3 separate regions of the Sus scrofa genome follow, and all the other regions are linked to region 3. A link is a contact called in public Hi-C and HiChIP or PLAC-seq data. All regions are on one chromosome and are shown on one strand. The core of a region is the stretch at or near the end of the contact, and the rest is flanking DNA. Distances in the headings are between cores, read along the strand shown. Region 1 has its middle 53 kb from the start of NPTX1. Region 2 holds the start of RPTOR (regulatory-associated protein of mTOR). Region 3 holds the start of CHMP6 (charged multivesicular body protein 6).

Evidence for each region. Hi-C and Micro-C count contacts between places; a contact is called where the count stands out from the background. HiChIP or PLAC-seq counts read pairs in DNA pulled down with a chosen protein or histone mark.
Region 1: a Hi-C map of omental adipose tissue shows a contact between it and region 3, with 2.9 times the contacts expected there. The contact joins the enhancer-like site here to the promoter of CHMP6 in region 3. A contact is called at or near these places in 1 of 5 promoter capture datasets (fetal liver), 17 of 47 Hi-C or Micro-C datasets (alveolar macrophages, embryonic fibroblasts, epiblast stem cells and 9 more) and 2 of 2 datasets of contacts at active chromatin or transcription factors (alveolar macrophages and skeletal muscle).
Region 2: a contact with region 3 is called in an H3K27ac HiChIP or PLAC-seq map of skeletal muscle, with 4 times the contacts expected there. The contact joins the promoter of RPTOR here to the promoter of CHMP6 in region 3. A contact is called at or near these places in 1 of 5 promoter capture datasets (liver), 2 of 47 Hi-C or Micro-C datasets (heart right ventricle and liver) and 1 of 2 datasets of contacts at active chromatin or transcription factors (skeletal muscle).

What each region holds. Positions count from the first base shown.
Region 1 is chr12:2,088,457-2,091,517 of Sscrofa11.1, forward strand. No RefSeq gene overlaps it. Among named protein-coding and RNA genes, the nearest start is that of NPTX1, 53 kb to the left of the region's middle. Within about 2 kb of position 1,310, at least 50 of the 83 cell types and tissues checked have an H3K27ac peak or open chromatin away from gene starts, as enhancers often do. A contact at or near this core is called in alveolar macrophages, embryonic fibroblasts, epiblast stem cells and 8 more, where this site is marked.
Region 2 is chr12:1,990,533-1,993,490 of Sscrofa11.1, forward strand. It overlaps RPTOR (regulatory-associated protein of mTOR), which reads right to left and starts at 1,312. Exons shown (of 34, transcript XM_021066495.1): 1 at 74-1,312. The coding sequence starts at 235.
Region 3 is chr12:1,696,737-1,699,863 of Sscrofa11.1, forward strand. CHMP6 (charged multivesicular body protein 6) reads right to left here and starts at 1,611. Exons shown (of 8, transcript XM_021066499.1): 1 at 1,478-1,611. The coding sequence starts at 1,540.

The DNA.
Region 1 (3,061 bases), core at 60-2,559, 390 kb after region 3:
AACACCACGGCCAAGGTCAGGCGGGCAGATACAGCACAGCACGTCTGAGGAAGCCGAGGTCCTCCGGAGAGGGTGAGGAGCAGGCGGCAGCGAGAGCGGAGCCTGCAGTGAGTCACACTAAGCAAGCGGCGTAGCAGGAAGGGCCGTTACACCTTGTCACTGAGTGTTACTCTTGTTGACCATGAGATCCCAGGATGGACACCTGTGTCTTTCAAGTGGACTAGGTGGCGACCTGCTCATAGCTGTTTTTTAGGGAAACTGCTCTGCGGACAGCATAGAGAAGAGACCCAGCGAAGATGCTGTCTGTCGCCTACAGGAGACATGACCATGTCCCAGCCAGGGAAGGGGCAGCAAGGAAAGAGACAAGGGGACAGCCGTGACAGTAAAGGAGTGGAAAAAATGGAGTTGCGGTGTGACCTGCGGGAGGAGTCTGGGAAGACAGAGATTTCTAGCTTGGGTAACTTGGGGTGTGTTACCGTGGCTACCTGAGATGAGGAGCCCTAGATGATGGCCAAACCTGGAGATCGCGAGTTAATACGGACTTAAGCCACAGACTCTATTCAACTTTTGCCCTCTCCCCTTTTCTACAAGTCTTTCCAGCTTATTAAGCAGCTCCCACAAAAGAAGAAGCAGGGTTCCGCCCTGGCACAGTTCCCTGGCCGGACCTCCGCCTCTCTCACTAATGCACCCGGGCCCGAGCGGTGCGGACGCAGGCCAGTGTCCCCCCCAGGGGTTACCTCGAGTTCAGGGTAGTTGAGCACCACCAGCGAGGCGCAAGCGCTGACACTGTCGTCCTTCACAAAGGACACGTCCACGCCCCCGACCCTCTGCAGGCCCGAGAAGGCGGGGTCTCGCTGCCACGCTCTGTGTCCCGGTCCACGACAAGAGCCTTCAGCCGGGCTTGCTCCCTGAGGGCAGGGCAGACACAGGTCGAACAGGCCGCCAGGCCCAGCTCCCCGGGCCCCGCGGAACGGCCACGCCCGGGGGTCAGGGGTCCTCCCGCTCTCAGCCGCTCCCTCCTCCGGGACCCCAGATGCGGCGCCGGAAGCTACGGCTCCCGAAGGCACCTTTCGGCCGCACACCGGAGGCGGGCCCAGGCCCCCCGCGGCCCCAAAGCCGGGGTTACGAGGTCAGAGGCCCGCGAGGAACCGCATCGCTCCAGTCCCTAACCCTGCGCACTCCCCAGCCCCATTACCGTTTCCAGAGTGACAACGTCTCCTCCTGCGGCCCCCGCGCCGCCTTTCGGGCCATGGCACGACCCTCAGCGCTCTTCCGGTAGAGTCACTTCCGGAGCGCCGCGCGCAGGCGCCGGACGCCGTCGTCATGGCGGCGGTCAGGGGCTTCCGGGACACCGCCCCCTAGTGGCCGGAGGTCCCGCTGGGGATGAGGGGCGCTGGAGGAGCGGAGGCCGAGCTTAAGGGGGCTTTCCCCGCAGTCGAGCGCGGAGCACGGTCGCTCCCCTCCGGGGCCCGAAGGTTACACTGGCAAACCTCGATCTGCAGGAGAAAAGCTCGTGTATACATTTCACTGAATTTCTGCCGGACACGGGACTCATCGCCGGAGAAGAGACCCGCAGCGACCAGAGTGGGCAGCTTTATTCCTTTTAGAGAAAGAAGCAATGAGCTCTTGAAAGACTGACCAGGCGCAGGGGTGGGCCGTGGGGAGTAAATGGCGAAGCCGGGTTGAGGTTTGCTCCTGGGCCCTGAACGCGCTGCCTCTGGCGATGAGAAAGTCTCCCGCCTGGTGCAGAGAGGGGACGTTTCACCGGGGAGATGAGTGAAAGTGGGAGACGCAGGAGTGACCCTGTTGCTCTTCTGTCTTCTCAATTTCTGCGCCTTAAGATCAGTAGGCCGAGGTGCCACTTTGGGGGGGTTATGCCCTGACCGCTGGCACAGCGCGTCCACATACACACGTACCTTGACTTCAGTTTCAGAGACGCTAAAGGTTTTGAGGGCAGGACACAGTCCTTGGCCAGGCCAGACTCATAAATTTGAGTCTGTGGATGCTGGTGAGCAGAGAGCCTCAATAGAGTCAACCTTTGGAAACTGACTTCGCTGTGCTCTTCAATTCCGTGAACACAGCTTCTGTTCGCTTTGTGCCAGCACCCGTTTAAACTAGGTTTGGGAAAGGCCTCTCTGAAGGGTGCTATTTAAGAGGAGACCCTGAGGGTGACTAGGAGAGAGTGTGCCGGGCAAAGAGAGGTAGCAGAGGCTGGTGTACGGGCTGTAGTGAAAGGCAGCCAGCGAAGCTGAAATGTGGCATTTAACCTGCGGCTTACGTTCTATTAGGATGAGCAGTGTGGCCTGAGCATAGACGCAAGAACACAGGCAAGACGAGGATTCGAGTCTGAGGTCCAGAAAAGCCTTCACGTGGCCTTGGGCCGCTGGTGGGGCCCTGACATGTGCTGTGTTCAGCTGGGAGAGTTTGAGCGTTCCCTGAGCTCTCATTGCCAGCCGGGCACAGAGCTGTGAGTGATGCATCTTGTCTGACTTCTCCCCACAGCGCGGAGGGTGTTTTACAGACGGGAAGCTTGAGGCTTCAAGAGGACATGTGGCTTGCCCGGGGCCACAGAACTGGCAAATGGGAGAGCCAGGATTTACTCTGGGGTCCCCCTGGGCTATCTGTGTGTCAGTCCTGCCATGTAGAGGTCAGGACACAGAGGCCCTGGGATTCAGGAACCAGGAGTCAATCGCTGGCCTGTGAGAGGTGAAGTCAGGGTGCAGGCGTGGTGACGGGGAGGGGAGGTGGGGGGCCTGGAACACTCCCGGACTAGGTGCGAAGGGAGCAGAGTTGGAGGCAGGTCTTTGCAGGATGTGCCTCCCCGGGGGGCGGGGGGCTTCCGTGAGCTCCAGCTGGGCCCTTTCCCTCCAGTTTCTCTCTGCTCCTGCCCCAGATGGTGTCCCAAAATACCCCCCGCTCCTCAGCAGGAAGCACAGGCCCGCTGTCCCCAGAATACACTTCAGTCAGATGAGGTGTGAATTTTGTCAGCGTTTGCTTTCTTGGGAGAAAGCACTTCCCTGGTGTTTTTCCAGTTGGAAACGGGACTGATGATGCTGGAGCG
Region 2 (2,958 bases), core at 62-2,561, 290 kb after region 3:
CTCCTCTGGCTCTAAACTAACTTCCCTGAAAAAAACTACCAAGGTCCAAGGGGCGCAGGCGCGATCCACTTACCCGATCCTTCATTCTCCAGCTCTGAGCTAAGGACTTGGAGCCTTCAATTTTCTCACAGTGCCTCTTTTTCATAAAAGCCAAAGGCAGGTTCCAGTCTGTAAGGTCGGCCTCATCGTCCTCCCCGAGTCCCAGGAGGGGCGACTGCAGCATCTCGGACTCCATCACTGGGGGAGGGGGTGGGGGAGTCCTGGGCAGCAAGCGCTCGAGAACCTCCAGCCTTGAAAACCAGTGTGTACCAGAATTGGCGAACGAATACACAGAAGAGGGAGGAGTAGAAAATGAAACGGATAGTGAGTGTGCGGAGACCCTCACTCAGGCAAAAAGTCTGCGATCCTTCTCTAACTCTGCGCGGGAAGTCGGAGGCGTGGGAAGAGCGGTGGGAAATGAGGGAACCCAAGGAGCTCCGCACAGACACAGGCGGCCCAGATCCCAAGCCACCGGCTGCTTCCGCGGCTGTCGGTTCCCGGGGGGCTGCGAGCGGAGCTGTCAAAGGCGTGCGAGACTCCAGGCCTCACGATGACCCTGCCCTCGGCCTCCAACGCCTCAGCCGATCCGAGGACAGGCAGGCCGCCCGCTCTTGGTGCCGGGTCGCCGACCGGGCTGAGGTCTCCGGCCGAGGGGAAGAGGTTCAGAGAGCTTCGGGTCTCCTGCAGCCACTCTCAGCCTTGCGGGTCCCGCACTCGCCGGAGCTGCTGCAACCAGAGCCAGGACCGGCCCATCGTGCTCGCCCGCAGCCGGCTCCTCAGCCCCGAGTCCGCGCGGCCTGGCTGGTCCTGGCCTCCGGCCCCGTGGCCCTCTCCTCCCTGAGAACGAGTCCTTAGAAACGGGCGACACGGAGCCGTGGAGAAAAATGCGTAATGTGGGCTTATTGGGTCTCGGGACTTTTGCCCTCTGGTTTGAAGCTACAGTGAAACTCCGCTCATCAGCACATCAAGGAGGACGCCATATTGCCGAGGCCCAGCATGCAGCGCGACTACGGCGTGCCTAACAGGCCAAATGTCCTCAGAGCGTTCCGGCCCGTGCGTCCCAGGAAACTGCGAGAGGGTTCCCCCCCCGTTACTATGGTTACCACGATTCAGTTTGCCAGAGTTTATTGCCATTCGTTCAAGAGATGCGTCATATCGAAGTCAGTCCTATAAATGAAACTCTGTTAATTAATTTTGGAAAAAAAGCTTTTTATTATTACAAATGGACCTACATGCTTCTGAAATTAAAGGAATCGACCCCTTGTTTCTTCCAGATTGTGAAAAAGCTGCAAGGCTTTTGATAATATTACAAAAGAAGATCGTGTTTGGGGTGGGGAGTTGTAGTATCCGCCACAGTAGCGATCAGATTTTATTTTTTTCAGGGGACACTAAGTGAAAAAAAATGTATTTTCTGAGTGGTTTATTCCTTGATATAGTTTCATGTGCAAACAACTAAAAGCTACAGATTTTTCTTTTCTTTTTTGTCTTTTCCAGGGCCGAACCCGCGGCATATGCAGGTTCCCAGGCTAGGGGTCGAATCAGAGCTGTGGCCACTGGCCTACACCACAGCCACAGCAACGTGGGATCCGAGCTGTGTCTGCAACCTACACCACAGCTCACGGCAACACTGGATCCTTAACCCACTGAGCAAGGCCAGGGATCGAACCCGCAACCTCATGGTTCCTAGTCGGATTCGTTAACCACTGAGCCACGACAGGAACTCCAAAAGCTACAGATTTCTATGCATGGCAGCCCTCCTGTGTTACTTTATTGTTCTATTTGGTAAACACTGTCTATTCACCATGTGTGGAGAACTGTGTCCCAAGCAGCATGCAGGCTGCCTTCAGTAAACGTAGTATATAGGGAGACACATGTGCAACCGGTGCATAAAGCTGGTAAGGGCCTGAGAAACTCAACTCCCCTCTTCGTTTCACCCTGAGGTCAGACCACCTGAAGCTGCATCTCGGCTGCATCTCTCCATCTCCGTGACCTTGGTCAGTCCGTTAACGACTCAGTCTCAGCTTCCTCAGCTGTAAAACTGGGTTAAGAATACCCATCTTAGGAGTTCCCCTTGTGGCTCAGCGGGTTAAGAACCCAACCAGTATTCATGAGGATATGGGTCGGATCCCTGGCCTCGCTCAGTGGGTTAAGGATCCGGCATTGCCGTGAGCTGTGGTGTAGGTCACCGATGGGGCTCAGGTCCTGAGGTGCCGTTGCTGTGGCTTTGGCTGTGGCATAGGCCGGCAGCTGCAGCTCTTATTCGACTACCAGCCTGGGAACTCCTATATACCACAAGTGTGGCCCTCAAAAAACAAATAACAACAAAAACAAAAGAAACCCACCCTAAAGGATAAATTAACCTATGTAAGCATCTAGTATGCAGTGAGCACCCAATACAATGCCAGCAGTGATGGGTCTCTCGCTAGAGTGAAATCTAGCAGCCCCATGAGCTTTACTCATCTAAAACTTCAGGCTGGGCTCTAGAAGATACTCTTTTTTTTCAGTGTGGTTTCCTAGGGCTTTGACACCCTATGGCAGTCCATCTCAAAATACTGATGGCAGGAGTTCTCGGGTGGCCCAGCAGTTAAAGACTTGGTGTTGTCCCTGCTGGGGCTGAGGTTCAACCCCCGGCCCAGGAACTTCCTCATGCCACGGGCATGGCCAAAAAAAAAAAATCCTGATGGCATTTGTGTTCCTTTCAACATCCGAGTAAATAGTGCAATCCCAGATTATTCTCACCTAGCATACAGCAGACGTTTCACAGAAATGCTTGGCTTTTCTCGTTTAGCATTCTAAATATGCATTCAGTTATTACAGCGCAAAAAGCCCAATTCTCCCATTAAAACTCAGGGCAAACTGACCAAAACACAGATGGAGGTTAACATCTTCCTTTCCTTGCTCTGACCTGTGTTCATAAAA
Region 3 (3,127 bases), core at 361-2,860:
CCCACGCCCTCGGGCTGCGTGTAAAGCATTAGGGGGAGCAGGTGTGGGCGGGCCGCCCTCTTTATGAGACAAGGGGTCTCAGCAGAGGGTCATGGGACAGTGTGCAGGAGGTCCCAGTTCCTCCGCTCAGGTGTTCACCCTCGAAGATACCAGGCAGTAACTTCCGTGGAGTGTGAACCGACGGAGTTATTCTGCTGTGACCCCACCAGTGTGAATTTTTGGCAACAGCAAGGTCTCCTTGGAGAGAAACCCCAAGATGAGCCCTCGGAGAGAGAAGAGCCAGAAGCCCAGGGTGGAGCAGAGCCCCTGGGGGTGAGGCCCACGGCAGGTGCTCCAGGCCCTGATCTTCTCCAGCGACGACGGACACGCCTGCCGCCTCTTCTTCCGCAGGGAACTGTAGTTAAAAACTTACAGCTTACAGAAGCCACAGTAAAACAAAACGAAACCCATCTGCCACTTGCATTACTTTCTTGGTACAAAAACTACCTTTTCCTTTTCTTTTTTTTTGTCTTTTTAGGGCCTAACTCGCAGCATATGTAAGTTCCCATCCTGGGGATCACTAGCCTACCCCACGGCCACAGCAACGCCAGATCCGAGCCACATCTTCGACCTACACCACAGCTCACAGCAACATGGGATCCTTAACCCACTGAGCGAGGCCAGGGATGGAGCCGGCAACCTCATGGTTCCTGCTCGGATTCGTTTCCACTGCGCCTCGACGGGAACTCCACACACACGATTCTTTCCACCGAAACTAACTTTCACATCAGCGCTCCATTGCAAGAGACACCTGACTCTACAGGCAGGTACACCACCACCACCTACAGCTTAGGGGGGGCTGGCGTGGCCCCAGAAGCTCGGGGACTGCACAGGTTGCAGGTCAGAGCAAGGGCCAAGGCAGACTGGAAGCATGTGGGAGAAAGTTGCGCAATCAGAGCCTCCCCTGCTTAGATCCCCAGTTCTGAGAGCAGCGATAAGGCCCTACTGCCCAGCCAGCGCCAGGGCCTCCCACCTGGGCCGGCCACGCAAGCGGGCGACGGTGAAGCACGGCGGGGCCGGGCCGGGACTGGGAAGCGGGTCGGGGTCGACTCCCGTGGTGCGGGAGCTTAGGAAACCACACCCGCACGCGTGGACTCGTCCAAGGACAAGGTACGACCACAAACAGCGAGACGCGGGCACCGCCTCCGGAAACGGGAGGCGCAGTTCAATTACCGCACCTGGATCGCCCACACCTGGACGACCGGGTTCGCTCCGACTCGGGGGGAACCCGGCCCGGACACGCTCCCCACCGGAAGCCCACTGCCCCAGCCGGGCTCGGAAACCCGCCCGGGCGCCGGGCCCTGCCCGGGGCCGGGCGGCCGGCGGGCACGGAGCCCGAGGCGAGGATCGCAGCGGCAGCCGCCCCGCTCCGGTTTCCCCGCCCGGGCCCGGGGGTGCCCGGCCCGCGCCCACACGCCCGCGGGGCCCGGCGTCTCACCAGGATGGCCTTGTCCTGCTCGGTGACCCGGCTCTGCTTCTTGCGGCCGAACAGGTTGCCCATGGCGGCCCGGCTCGCACCCCGGCCCCGCCGCCGGCCGAGCCCACGCCGCGCGGCCACCGTAGCCCGGCCCCGCCCACCGCGGCCCGGCCCCGCCCACTACGGCGGCCGCCCGGGGCCCGGCGCCGCAGAGCGCGGGTCGCGACCGCCCGCGGAGGGGCCCCGCCTGGAGGCGTGGCGGGGCGCGGCCGCGCGGCCCCGGGGGCGCGGTTCGCGGCGTTCCCGGAGAGCCGCGCCTGCGTGGTCTTCAAGACTGAACGTTCCCGCTGCCGCTCCGGGGGACCCTTGCACTGTGACTGCGCGCCCTGGGCGGTCAGAAACCTTGCGCGCGAGTCGCTGCCCTGCTGGCTGTGCCCTCAAAACGCTGCCTTTAGTGATGTTACGTCCCAGGGGGTCAGAGTGTCCGCCGAACCGCCCTCGGGACACCCGGAAGGGGGACGCACGCCCCGCCTTCCCCACCTCGCTCTGCGCCCCCGGCCCGTGGGCAGACTCGGAGGAGCCCAGCTTCTGGTTTCGTGGCGGGAACCCCCCGCGGGGCATCGGGGATACAGGGCGGGACGCCCCGCACACCTGCAGACTAGGCTTCCACCGTGTTCCTGTCTGGGGGGCTCGTAAGGTGGCACCCAGCCCTGTTCGGTCACCCCAGCAGCCAGTCTGCCTGGGCTTGGTCACCTTTCTAGCAGCCCAGCAGCTCCTGGGCAGTGGGGAAGTAGTAAGGCAGGCCCATGGCGCGTGCCCAGCGCTCAGCCCTTTCTGTGAAAGGAATTCGTTCAGAAGCAGTGTCCCCCGGGCCCCATGATGGATCTCTCTCTTTTTTTTTTTTTTTTGTCTTTTTGCCATTTCTTGGGCCGCTCCCGTGGCATGTGGAGGTTCCCAGGCTAGGGGTCGAATCGGAGCTGTAGCTGCCAAGCCTATGCCAGAGCCACAGCAACGCGGGATCCGAGCCGCGTCTGCGACCTACACCACAGCTCACGGCAACGCCGGATCGTTAACCCACTGAGCAAGGGCAGGGATCGAACCCGCAACCCTATGGTTCCTAGTCGGATTCGTTAACCATTGCGCCACGACGGGAACTCCCCCATGATGGATCTTTAAGTCCAAATGGTGCCGCTGGCAGGAGTGCCCTGGGCGAGGGGGGCAAATCTGTACCCAGGATGAGAGCAAGTCACTGCCCCACGAGGGAAGGGTCCTCATTAGTCAACCTGCTGTCGGCGGGGCTGGCTGGCCCCCAGAGAATGGTGCTGTCTGGGGCCCTCGGCAGTGGTGGCCAGGGGAGCCTCAGTGAGGGGACGTCTGTGCTGCCGAGTTCCCCAAAGCCACTCTGTCCACTGACCGAGCACTGGCGTCCAGAGTGTGCACTGCGTCCACCCGAACTACTGAGCGCCTCCTGGACAGAGGAGGCTCAAGCCGCCTTCCCGGGGACCCAGATCTCTGCCCCCCACGTCGCTGCCCCAGGTGTCCTCGTGACCCGTCTTCCAGTGCCGTTTCTTTCCAGTCTCTGGTCATCCACTGCACCTCAGCAGCTGCCTGTGATTCACGGCCGATGAAACTCCTTGCCGTGTCTCGCTGCACACGTACAGGCGCGGGTCC